Linked DNA regions of Mus musculus: region 1 is linked to region 2. Evidence: chromatin contacts called from public HiChIP or PLAC-seq data. All regions are on one chromosome and are shown on one strand. The core of a region is the stretch at or near the end of the contact, and the rest is flanking DNA. Distances in the headings are between cores, read along the strand shown. Region 1 overlaps Cd82 (CD82 antigen). Region 2 overlaps Tspan18 (tetraspanin 18).

Region 1 (5,561 bases), core at 2,690-5,189, 230 kb after region 2:
ACAGGAGGTTTGAGGCTAGCATGAACTAGAGGAGACCATGTCTCAACAGAACAAAAAGAAAAACAAAACAACACACACACACATAGACATTTTGCAGTACACAAAAATGACATGAAATTCAAATTCACACCCACCAGCCCAGAACACAATTTCTGGCCCAGCCTGGCCAGGAGATCAAAAGCAAGGGTCTGCAGGAGGCAGCAAGGGGGCATGGCTGGCCTTAGCTGAGATCTTAGATAGAAAGGCAGCAGTGGGCTGGGGCCAGGGTCAGGACAGGCCGAGTCCCTGGATGAAAGTTCAGAGCCTGGCTCTGCCAGCAGTCATGGGGATGGGCTTCCTTCTGTGCAGTGGGCCCTTCAGGGCATGCCTGACAGGAAAAGAAGAAATAGGGGCCTGGCGGCCCTGAGGCTGGCACTCTGGATACCAGGAATGGACTCTGTGTGAAGAAGTCAGCGTGAAAGTCACTTCCCAAATGGACTGGGCTCATAGCTCACCCCCTGGATTAGATGCGCTTCCGAATCCTTCTTATAAACACCTTCCTACCAGGGTGTGTTAAACAGGAGTGACTGAGCTGTGAGCGAGCACACCTTACAGAAAAGTTCTGGAATGGTTGTGGGAAGCCATGCCAGGACCAGTGGCAGGCCCGTTGGCCATTTCTAAACAGGTATAATTTAAACTGATGGAATGCACGGTTTTCTGTCAAGTCAGTTTATACAACAAAATAACACACCAATATTTTTTCCCTTCTGCTGTCTTGTGGTACTCATCTTAGGCTTGTCCAAGACACTCCTGTAAACATCCCCTCACCACCTCCAACCCTCAGCCTAAGACTCATCTCAGTTGGGGACATCATTCCTGAAGAACTGGATAATAGAGAAGCTCTTAGAAAGGGGGTTGTAGCATCAGACCATCTAGGTTTGAATTCAGTTCTATCATCTCCTAGCTGTGTGCCCCTGGATAAGTGATTTAACCTCTCTGGCTTCACTCTACTCCTGTGAAATGGGGAAGATAAAACCTGTTTGGGGGGTTGTTTATTTGCTTTTGTTTTTTAATTTGTTTCCCAGAAGCTAATGTAGATAAAATGGTTGGTATGTGTGGGCTCTCAAACAAAGCTGCTGTCACGTAGTGGTCTGTCTCCCTGTGAAGTATGACGACCTGAGGAGAAGACCCAGTTTTCTTTATGAGTAGGCACCCCAGAGATGTACCTGGGAGGCAGTGAGACCGGATATACAGATGAATGATGGATGGGGTGGTGTGGGATGGATGATGGATGGGAGGGAGGGGGAGGGAGGGAGGGAGGAAGGCATGAGTATATGGGTGGATAGATGGATGGGTGGATAGATGGATGGATGATGGGTGGATTATGAATAGATGATGGATGAAATGGATGGACAGACAGACAGACGGACTATGAAGAAGAAAGGACTGCCACAAAGAGTACACAACCTCAAGTGGCCAACGGCCTGGAAAGTGTCTGAGATCTACTCTGCCAGAGTCACCTACTTTCACACACAGCCTATGTCTTTGCCCTGATGTACGGGAAGGCATGCCTGATGGGCAGTCTGAGCCTGCTCTGAGTATGTGCCATGCTGCCAGTCCTCTCCACCTTCCCTGGAACCCCTAGTGGAGTAGTGGGGCAAGGGAAGGATGGTGTCTCCAAGAGGACATTTCTGGGGGGGAGGGGTGTTGTCACACACTGGGGCACAGGAATGTTGCCCTCCAGCCTGACTCCGGGCCCATATCCGTGTTCCTGAGTAGTTCTGGGGAGACCAAGGGTGTAGGAACCACAGAGCTTTCTGGTCCAGTGCTGGGAGACTGAGTTCCAGGGTTTCACAGGCCAGGTCATGCATGACCTGCATAGGAGGCTGCCCAACCCCCCACTTCCTCCTCACCTGTTCAGTGACCAGCCTGGAGCAGAGAAGCAATTCCTGTGGCAGTTTTTCAGATGAGTTCTGGACAATGGACACACTGTGAAGAACAAACAGCTCTGCTGTGACCTGGCCTGAGATCACAAAGTCTCTTCCCAAGACTCATCGTGCACTCACAACCCATCTCAGTTCCCAAGATGCACAGCGATAAACACCTCCAGCTGAGTCACTCTCAACTTCCATGAAACCCCTTCCATTTAATGGCTCTGAATGCCATGTCCACACCTCTCGGGAGTATTGAGCTGTAATCTCAGCTTTCCTTTCCCAGGTCCCTTTGGGGGCACACTCCTGGCTGTAAGTGTTGTGGGGTGGAGAGAAGAGGAAATGGCCCCTCATGGAACACCTAAGAGCCACACAGTCTCCTGCTATTCTGCAGTTTTCCACTGTCCCCAGCCCTCCTGCCGGGCCAGTCCAGAACTGAGCTGGGACCAGCCCCACTCAGCGTGAGCTTATCCACACTGCAGAGCGACCGACAGCCGAGAAACACAGCAAGAACACTGTCCTGTGCAGCCAGCACTCCTGCTGACACACTGGCTATAAAACCAGATGATGTGCATGTCCTGTCCCTGTTCGGTTGCTCTGCCTTCCTCTTGTCACCCTGGTCTTTCCCACGTGCTTATCTGATCTCTTTACTGTTGCCCCTGTACTCTCAGGCCCTCTCTACACTAGGGCCTTTGCACATGTAGTTTCTGTTAAAATCCCTCTTTTCAGAAATTCCTAATGTGGATTTCTGAGACTTTCCCTCTGTGGTCTCTCTTCTAGTGCACTGCACAGCCAGCCATAGCCAATGCCCATGCCCAGCACTGCCCAGTTTGCACCAACAGAAGCTCGAGGGTGAGCTTGGACCCCAGGTGACTCAGGAACAGCCAAGTTCTACACCCAAGTGTGTCACAGGTTCTCCCCACCGCAGCTTCCCCTCCACACCCTCCCCTCCACATCCTCCCTAAAACGCAGGGTCTTTCAGGGTTATCCTGAACTTAACATTTTCTGCCCATGACTCTAAAAATGCCCAGGACGAGTGAGCTCGTGGCACATGATCGTGAGAACGAGGTAAGAGCTGGGTGTCTGCAGAGCTCAGGAAGGTCCCTTAGAGAGACACTGGTTCTGCAGAGGAAGCCACTGAACACCAGAAATGACATCACTAAAGCTAGCTAGGATTGGCACAAGCCAGAGGTCCTGATGACTGCTCAGAGGGAAGCCAGGAACTAGGGTTTTAGGCTCTGGGGATGGAACATGCTGAGATGTGCGCCAGGGGCCAGCACAGATGCTCTGCAGCTTGTGATTCAGCCCTGACTTCCCAGTGCCTCCGTGCTCAGACAGGAGCAGGTGACCAGAAACCGGTGTCATGTGGTCCTCCCACTCCTTGACTATTCCATACCCTTCCCGAAGTTCACTCCCCTCCTGTTACCTACCCCAGAGCACTGTCATGAGAGTCACCTGAGAGATCACTGTCTTCAGAGAGGCCAGACAGAGTAAGAGGCAACCATACAAACACAAGTCTACACCTGAATAGGCCGCATGGACCACCTCCGGCCAGCTATGTAGCCTGGAGCCATGCCTTGCTTCTGCTGTAGCTTTCCCTGTGAAATTAGCCGACTAGTGGGTTCCCAGGAAGGAGCTAGGTGAGGTGCCTGACACCTGGCAGGATTTTGCCCAGTGGTCCTGGCCTACACTGAAGCAAGGTGATGGGGGAAAGGCTGGCCTCTGGGGAGGGGCACCTCTGTCAATGAGGCCAGGCCATGAGTGTCACCTTGAGGCAGGAGGCACCTGGAGGCTGGGAAGTCTGGCAGCCATGGCAGGTAAGAGTGGCCTGTCACACATGGCAGGATGTGGAGAGAGAACTTCAAGGCTCTGGAGACCACCTGGCCCAGCCTGGTCCAACAGGCTGGCGTATGACACAGATCTCCAGCTTCTGGACTTTGCCCTGAACATCCATAAAAGGAGGCTGGTCATGGTGGCTGCTTGTACTCTCCTGTGTTGTAACCTTCTGTGACAGCTGACTTGGGGACTGCTGGATTCTTGACCTCACACTATCTTATTTTCAATCTCGGCTTGTACTTTCGGTTTGTTGTTACTGTTGTTAAAATAAGAGAGGGAAAAACAAGCAAACAAACACACGTTCCCCTGGCAACAGGAGAAGCGTGGGGCCATGGAGCAGCCTGGGAGTTCAAGGTTCCCTGGGAGACCTCTTGGGAGTCCTGCTCTGCTTCTAGCTGTGGTGTGACCTTGAGCAAGAGAGTTAGCTAATGTCCCTGAGCCCCTACAGGCCTCACCTCCAACACAGCAGGGCTGGTGGGAGCCTGTCCATTGAACTGCTGGAGGACCAAGAAGACACAGCCAGAGCCTGAACACAAGCTGCTGCCCCACTCTAGCATCCCACATGTTTAGTCACAGGAGTTCAAAGCCCAGTCACATGACCCCATGAGCTGGATCGACAGGTTCCCACTCTCTGGCCCCTCAACACTGTAGCTAGGAGGTGACAAGCTTTAGCCTATCACCTTGCATCACCCACAAAATTTCTCTTCTCATTGAGACTCTTAAACAAGCTCCTAGATAAAGCACTGTCCCCATTGAGCAGATGAAAAAACTGAGGCTCAGAGGTTCAGTGACTTGCCTAAAACCAATCCAGTAAATAACCAGCACTCTTTCCTTACCTCATGCTAAGCAACACCTTAGTGGAGGCTACCCACCCAATCTTCCTCACCAGACTTCCTCACTAGACCCTTTTTGTCCTGACCCAGCTCCCAAGATGTGACTCTTGGCTTCCTGTCAGGGAAGGAGACCAGATCCTCTGGTCCTGGCCAGGATCTCCCTTCAATCCCTTTAATTTAGCCGATGTGGCTTAGATAGGTTTCCCTTCTTGCATTTTGCTCTGAAGCCCAAGAGGCATCACTGGAGGGCCACTGACTGAACAAGAGGCTGCCTCGTAAGAAGTACCAGACGGGAAGCTGAGCTATGGCCCCTGAGCTCCCAGCCTTCTGCAGCTCTCACACTCAGATGCACTGTGCTAGGGACACCCCAGACATCCTACCTCGGTCTCCATCTCCCAGTGAAGAGCCTGAGGCCCAGGTGTTGTGAATGTTGAGGTGTATGCTGGGGCTGGGGCTGGGGCTGGGGCTGGCTAAAGTGGCCAGTGCTCTGGGTGGCTTCAGACCCTTAAGAATGGGGGTGACGCGTTCACATTTGTCCATCACACTGGGATGTGCAAACTGCTAGGCTTGGCCTCAAACGTCCAGCCCAGGACTCTGCTCCATCTCAACCTAACTGTAGCTTAAGTGGAAAATCAGATAAGACGCTGTAAGTCTGAGGGACGCTTAAGAGACTCGAGGATCAGCTATTCAGAAGTCGCAGACTCTGGGGCCTCATGTCAGGACCTAGACTCCCAGGAGACGTCTCAGGAAGCAGGTTTTAAGAACCTCTCCTCACCCCAGTAAACCAGGTCACAGCGTAGATTCTGAATTGAGAGAGGCTTAATTGTAGTCTCACTACTCAGAGCTGTGTGACCTTTGGCACACAGCTTGCCTGCTCTGGGCCTTAGTGCTCTCTGTAAAGTGGACTATCACGGATGTCCAGGAAGAAGCCAGTCCTGAATTGCTGACACTCTAGGAGATCCCTTGGTTCCTTGAGAGGTGG
Region 2 (5,588 bases), core at 924-3,423:
GGTGAATTCCCAAATTTTTGGGGATCTGAGGCTGGGTTTCCTACCCTGGCAACCCCAAGGCCACTTTTCCCTGCCCTAGTCTCTCTGGTTGATGTGGAAATAGGAAGCCATGCTGTCTTGAGTGGAAGAAGGGAGGAGTGCTATCTTCAGCTGAAACAGAGGCCCAAGATGGGCAGAAAGGTAGTGAGATTCAGGGAGGGGCGTTTGATGTCTCACACAGAGCCCTGTCTGCTTCACTCAGTAAATTCCTGTGTTTCACAGATTAACCTGGGTGCTCTGGTGTGGGGCCCTCCCATGCTGGATGGTTCCCTGTGCCCAAATTAAGCTCCAGCCTCACCCCTGAGAGGCCTTCTTGACTTCTTCCAGCAGAGGGGGCCCTGTCTACATCATAGCATCAAACAGAGGCACCCAGCTGCTGCAGGCTACCTTCCCCCAGCACCTGAGAGGTCTCACAAAAGACTAGATCATCACCATGACCCTGTCGCATGCTGTGTGTCTCAGGCTCTGGTCCTCACCAGCACTGTTTTGGAGCTGGCTCAAAAAGACAGGAAGAAGCAGTTTGGCCCATCTTCCTCAGTACCCTTGCAAACTCCATTCTCACCCCAAATGGAGCCACCAACAGAGGTGATTCAACCAGGAGCACACACAGAGGCTGGTTCCTATGTCCCATCCTGGCCACTTGGACAAGCTGTAGAACCTTCCTCTTTCTAAGGACTTGGCCACTCAGTCATGACCTCCTGGGTGCCCTGGGCCATGGTGGATGCTTTTGAGAGCTCTGTGTTGAGCAGCCACTGAGAGAGTATCCTTTTTCAGTGCCCCGCCCCGCTGAGAGATCTGGCATTTCCATTTGGCTGGTCATCAGCCCTACTCAGCATGGCCATACAGGGCCTCTCCCTGCTCTGTGGCCTCCCTGACTGTTGGCAGGTCCTCAGGTGACCCTACAGTGACACCTACATTGCCAGCTGTGGCCAAGATCACAAATTATGGGTAACACATGCACAGCCACTTTCCACTCTGTGTGACTTTGCATGAGAGCCACCTTGCTGATCTCTTGGAAGGCCACTGAGGACCAATGGAAGCCTGAGCGCCATCTAGGAGAACAGGGACTGGCATGCCACCAGCTCAGGGTTACAGGCCACTCATGGTGGTCTGGTTTCTGCAGCTTGAGGGAGGGGCAAGTACCATGGGCAGCAACCCTCTGTCTTACTACTAAGAGGAGATGGTGGTACTGCAGTCTGGGGGTGACTGACTGCACCTGGTGGTACTGCAGTCTGGGGGTGACTGACTGCACCTGGTGGTACTGCAGTTTGGGGGTGACTGACTGCAGGAGCTGCCAGTTCTTAAGAGTTATGAACTGCTAGCAGAGTTGTGATTGGCCAGGACTGAGTATTTTTGTTTCCTATGTATCAAGTGAGGTCAGGAGCCAAGCTAAGCAAGACGCACATTGTCCCAGTGGATTGTGACCATAGAATGATAGCTTGGAAGATCTGGTCATCTTCATTTTACACATGAAGAGTCTTAGGTTCAGAGAGGTTAAACAGCCAGCCTCAGGACACACAGCCCAAAACATCAAAGCTCAGCTCTTTTGCTTTTTAATATATATATATTTTAAATTTATGTTCTTTTTTAATTGTATGAGTATTCTGTCTGCATGTACACCTGCATGTATACCAGAAGAGGGCATCAGACCCCTTTATAGATGTCTATAAGCCACCATATGAGTTCTGAGAATTGAACTCAGGATCTCTGGAAGAGCAGCCAGTGCTATTAACCACTGAGCCATCTCAACACCCCCTTTCCCCCAAAGCTCAGCTCTTACTGACATCTGATTGTCTTTTCCTTGTGCTTCATCCCAAAGCTTCTATTGAGTGTCTGCTCTGGGGTCCTCTGGGAATGGGCAAATGAACACATACAAGGCAGCCACAGGCCCATCCTGCAGTGGACTGCACAGAGCTGATGCCTAGAGAGATGCCAAGAAGGCAGATCCAGCTTGGGAGAGGGGAAGAGAAGCCAGTCCAGAGGCAGGGAGCCTGGGGGCTCCTACCTGCTGAATCTCTGCCCAGCCCAGGGTGTGAGCTTCAAGAGGAAAGAGCAGGTTGCAGTACTCACAACAGAGACAATGCTACACCCTGCCCCCACTCCTTCAGCCCAGTGACTTCCTCCAGTTCCTGCAGCTTCCTGCTTAGGGACTTTCCCCAGGGGCCATAGGCTGCCCTCCCAGGGAATTCCCATCCTCTGACTGCTGTTAAACTGTGAGGTTAGCAGAGCCTTGGTGTCCTTACTCATGGGGAGGGGCCTGAATCTCCTTTTTGGTAAGCAGTCCTCAATTTCAACAAAGTACTGCTCATGTATTCGCTTCCCCTCCCCCTCCTTCCCTCTCCATTCCCCTCCCCGTCACTCCATCCCACCCCACTGCCCTTGTTAAAATTAGATTCTTCAGGTAAGTTGGCCACAGGGGTGTTTGTGACATTCAGAGGAGACACACAGGAAATGGCTGGTGTGGGGGACACTGACCTACACATGCGCTCTTGTCATTAGCTAAGCTAGTCATTAGATGGCTGGTCACAGGGCCAATTGTCCTCAGACTTGGGCTTCTCAGTCCCAGAAGCAAGCAGGGGTTGCTCTGTACCTGGGCCTTATTGTGGCTGACCTTGGGGCCAGGGTCCCAGGATGAGTAGAGCTACAATGTTTGCCCTTTCTAGACAGCCTGGCTAAGGAGGAAGTCAAAAGCCTCCAGGAAGCCCCTAGATGCTACTAGGGTCTGACTCAGTGGCCATCTTCTACAGGAGCAACCACACAACCAGCTTTAGGCTGGAAAAAAGAACTGGTTTTAGGTTCCGGACCTTTTAGAAAACCTTCCAGAAGGACTCGGGATGTAGCTTAGTCAGCAGAGTGCTTGCCTAGAATAGGAGAGTTTCTGGGCTAGATTACAGAACTGCAGAAACTGGACATGGGGCACATCTGTAATCCCAGCTCTTGGGGAGGTATTGGGGTACCAGAAGTCCAAGACTATTATCCTCGCTCCCACAGAAGCCTGGGCTAGTGTGAGAGCCTGTCTTAGAAAAGCTTCTCAAAGCTTCTATGCCCCTCAACTCCACCCCACTACACACATGCCACCTGTACATGTGTGTGCACACAACCTACATACTACTATGTAATTCACCAAAATCCACAGCAGAGGTACACATACCATATACACAGGGCAGACATACATGCACACGTAATAAACTATATAAAACTACAGAGGGTGCCACATACCACACACGTACACACAATATACTTGTGTATATACTCACATATATGTTCACATACTTAGAACACGTATACATGCCTCCATCCCTAGTGCATCTCTCTTGCATATGATTTTGGCCTGTCCAGATCTATTCTGGGTTGGGGCCTGGTTTTGATGGCAGCAGTCTGAGGCATAGCATTGCACCCTGCCTCTGACCCACACTGACTTTAGCCTCGTGTGAACTGGGATTGGGATAGGGGTGAGCGGGGAGCACAGAGAGGTGAGGTGATAGCAGGAAGAGAAGCTGAGAAATGGAAGAAGGTAAAGAGGAGAGGAGGGGGAGATGTAGAGATGAGCAGGCCCAAGTGGAGACGGAAGGTCGGAGAGGACCCGGCTGGTGGTCAGCTCGAGGACTAATTCAGCCTGTCCGCAGCTCTCAACCTTCTTAAACTTCATGCAAAACAAACGCCCCATTTTTCTCTCCCGCTGGCAGGGTTCAGGGCACACTTAGCCGAGGCTGGCAAAGCAGCCAAGCACAGCCTGCTCTCAGCCAAGAGCACAGGCTGCCTTCCGGGCTTGGCTGCAGAGATGGGCCCATTAACAGTGATGCATCCCTTGTGGGGAGGTGAGGAGGGGAAGAGGCACGACCTGCCTGCCTTCTGGATCCCTTTCTCTCTCTGTGTCTCTCTCCCTCTCTCTCCCACTCACTCTCTCTCACCCTCTCTGTCTCTGCCTCTCTCTGTCTCTCTGTCTCTCTCTCCCCCTCTGTCTCTCTCTCTCTCCCCCCTCTCTTTCTGTCTGCCTCTGTCTCTTTGTCTCTCTCTCTCTCCCTCTCTCTGTCTGTCTGTCTCTGTCTTTCTGCCTGTCTCTGTCTGTCTGTCTGTCTGTCTCTGTTTCTCTCTCTCTCTCTCTCTCTCTCTCTCTCTCTCTCTCACTGTCTGTCTTTCTCTGCCTGTCTCTGTCTCTCTTTCTCTGAGACAGATTTTAACTCTGTAGCCCAGGGTGGCCTTGGTCTCACAGTAGTCCTTCATTAGCCCCCTTAATTCAGTGCTGGGGTTACAGGTGCACACCACCATGCAGGGCCCACAAACGCTTTCCATGCACACATGCATATGTTCACTTAGCACACAAAGCATCACGTTACCTTAGGTCACTTTTGTAACCCCTTAGTTTTGGTTCATCCTCTCATATACCCCCTTGACGGCCCAGCTCGTCACGCTTTTCCTTCCTAGCCCCACCCCTTCTACATCATACACATTCTGCTATCTTCCCATTCCCTCCCTCTTTTTGCCTCTCTAGGGCCCCTTGCTAGTTCTCTGGCCTCTACCCAGAACTTACTCCCACAGAAATACACATAAATAAAAATTAGAAGCTCGGATCTGCCTGAGAGAGAACAGGAGCTCTTTGTCTTCCTGAGCCTGAGTTACCTCACTTAATGCAATATTTTCCAGTTCCACTCATGTTGCCTGCAAACTTAATAAATTTCATTTTTCTTTATGGCTTGATAAAATTCCATTGTGTATATGTGTCACATTCTCATTACCCATCCATCTCCTGACTATCGTGAACAGAGCAACAGTGGACACGGATGAGCGAGCGTCTCTGTAGGAGGATGCAGAGCCCTTTGGGTACACGCCTAGGAACAGCACAGTTGGGTCATCACACACTGAGACCAGATCTTTCTTAAAGCCTCTGGGTCCCCAGCCAGAGCTGCTACAGGCAGGAGCTGACTGACAGGGAAGGGGACAGTCCACCAGGGGGCACCAGCAGGCTTCTTTGTCTCTCCCAGTAAAGTTGGCCATGTTATACTGTGAGAAATAAAGGGAGCTACAGCTCCCCTGCCGCTCGTGTCACAGGCCATTGCGCTTCCTCTCTGGGAGGTGGAGCACACAGCTATGATAGGAATGAGCCACATGGGGATGTCTTAATCTGGGAGAAGCCCCAGGCCAGATGTCTTTCTCTAGCATGCCTGGTACCACTGACTGTAGGAAAGACAGTTTCACTGCTTGTAAGGCAGTGCCTTTGATCTCTGAACTCATGGCTGTATCCACCGCCAGGGAATCCCTCTGGGGTCTGAACCCAGTGGCCTGCCCTCCAGGAGTGAGGCACTGGCCAGCGTTTCCTGCCCCCAGCTCCTGGGCCTGCTGTTTTCTCTGGGCCTTCACCCATAGTTTGTGAAGTAGCTCCCCTACAAGGAAGTCCTTCAGTCCACCAGCCCAGGTGACCCTGAATTGCATGCCACCTACACAAAGGGCACATTTGCAAGTTGAGTAAGCATGCACCTCTAAGCAGGAACCCTGCAGCAGGTCCAGGCTCAACATTCTCACCCACAGATACTCCTGGGTGAGAAACCCAC

What was found. HiChIP or PLAC-seq counts read pairs in DNA pulled down with a chosen protein or histone mark.
Region 1: a contact with region 2 is called in an H3K27ac HiChIP or PLAC-seq map of trophoblast stem cells, with 3 times the contacts expected there. The contact joins two enhancer-like sites. A contact is called at or near these places in 1 of 39 promoter capture datasets (hippocampal neurons), 1 of 15 datasets of contacts at CTCF or cohesin (large pre-B cells), 2 of 484 Hi-C or Micro-C datasets (DN2 thymocytes and embryonic stem cells), 10 of 115 datasets of contacts at active chromatin or transcription factors (bone marrow-derived dendritic cells, differentiating embryonic stem cells, embryonic basal ganglia and 7 more) and 3 of 9 other capture datasets (adipose tissue, liver and pancreatic islet).

The regions. Positions count from the first base shown.
Region 1 is chr2:93,441,477-93,447,037 of GRCm38.p6, forward strand. It overlaps Cd82 (CD82 antigen), which reads right to left. Exons shown (of 10, transcript NM_007656.5): 2 at 1,893-1,968. Among named protein-coding and RNA genes, the nearest start is that of Gm10804, 8.6 kb to the right of the region's middle. Within about 2 kb of position 3,940, at least 66 of the 459 cell types and tissues checked have an H3K27ac peak or open chromatin away from gene starts, as enhancers often do. A contact at or near this core is called in trophoblast stem cells, where this site is marked.
Region 2 is chr2:93,212,203-93,217,790 of GRCm38.p6, forward strand. The region is part of intron 5 of Tspan18 (tetraspanin 18); the gene reads right to left. Among named protein-coding and RNA genes, the nearest start is that of Gm32824, 4.2 kb to the right of the region's middle. Within about 2 kb of position 2,174, at least 52 of the 459 cell types and tissues checked have an H3K27ac peak or open chromatin away from gene starts, as enhancers often do. A contact at or near this core is called in trophoblast stem cells, where this site is marked.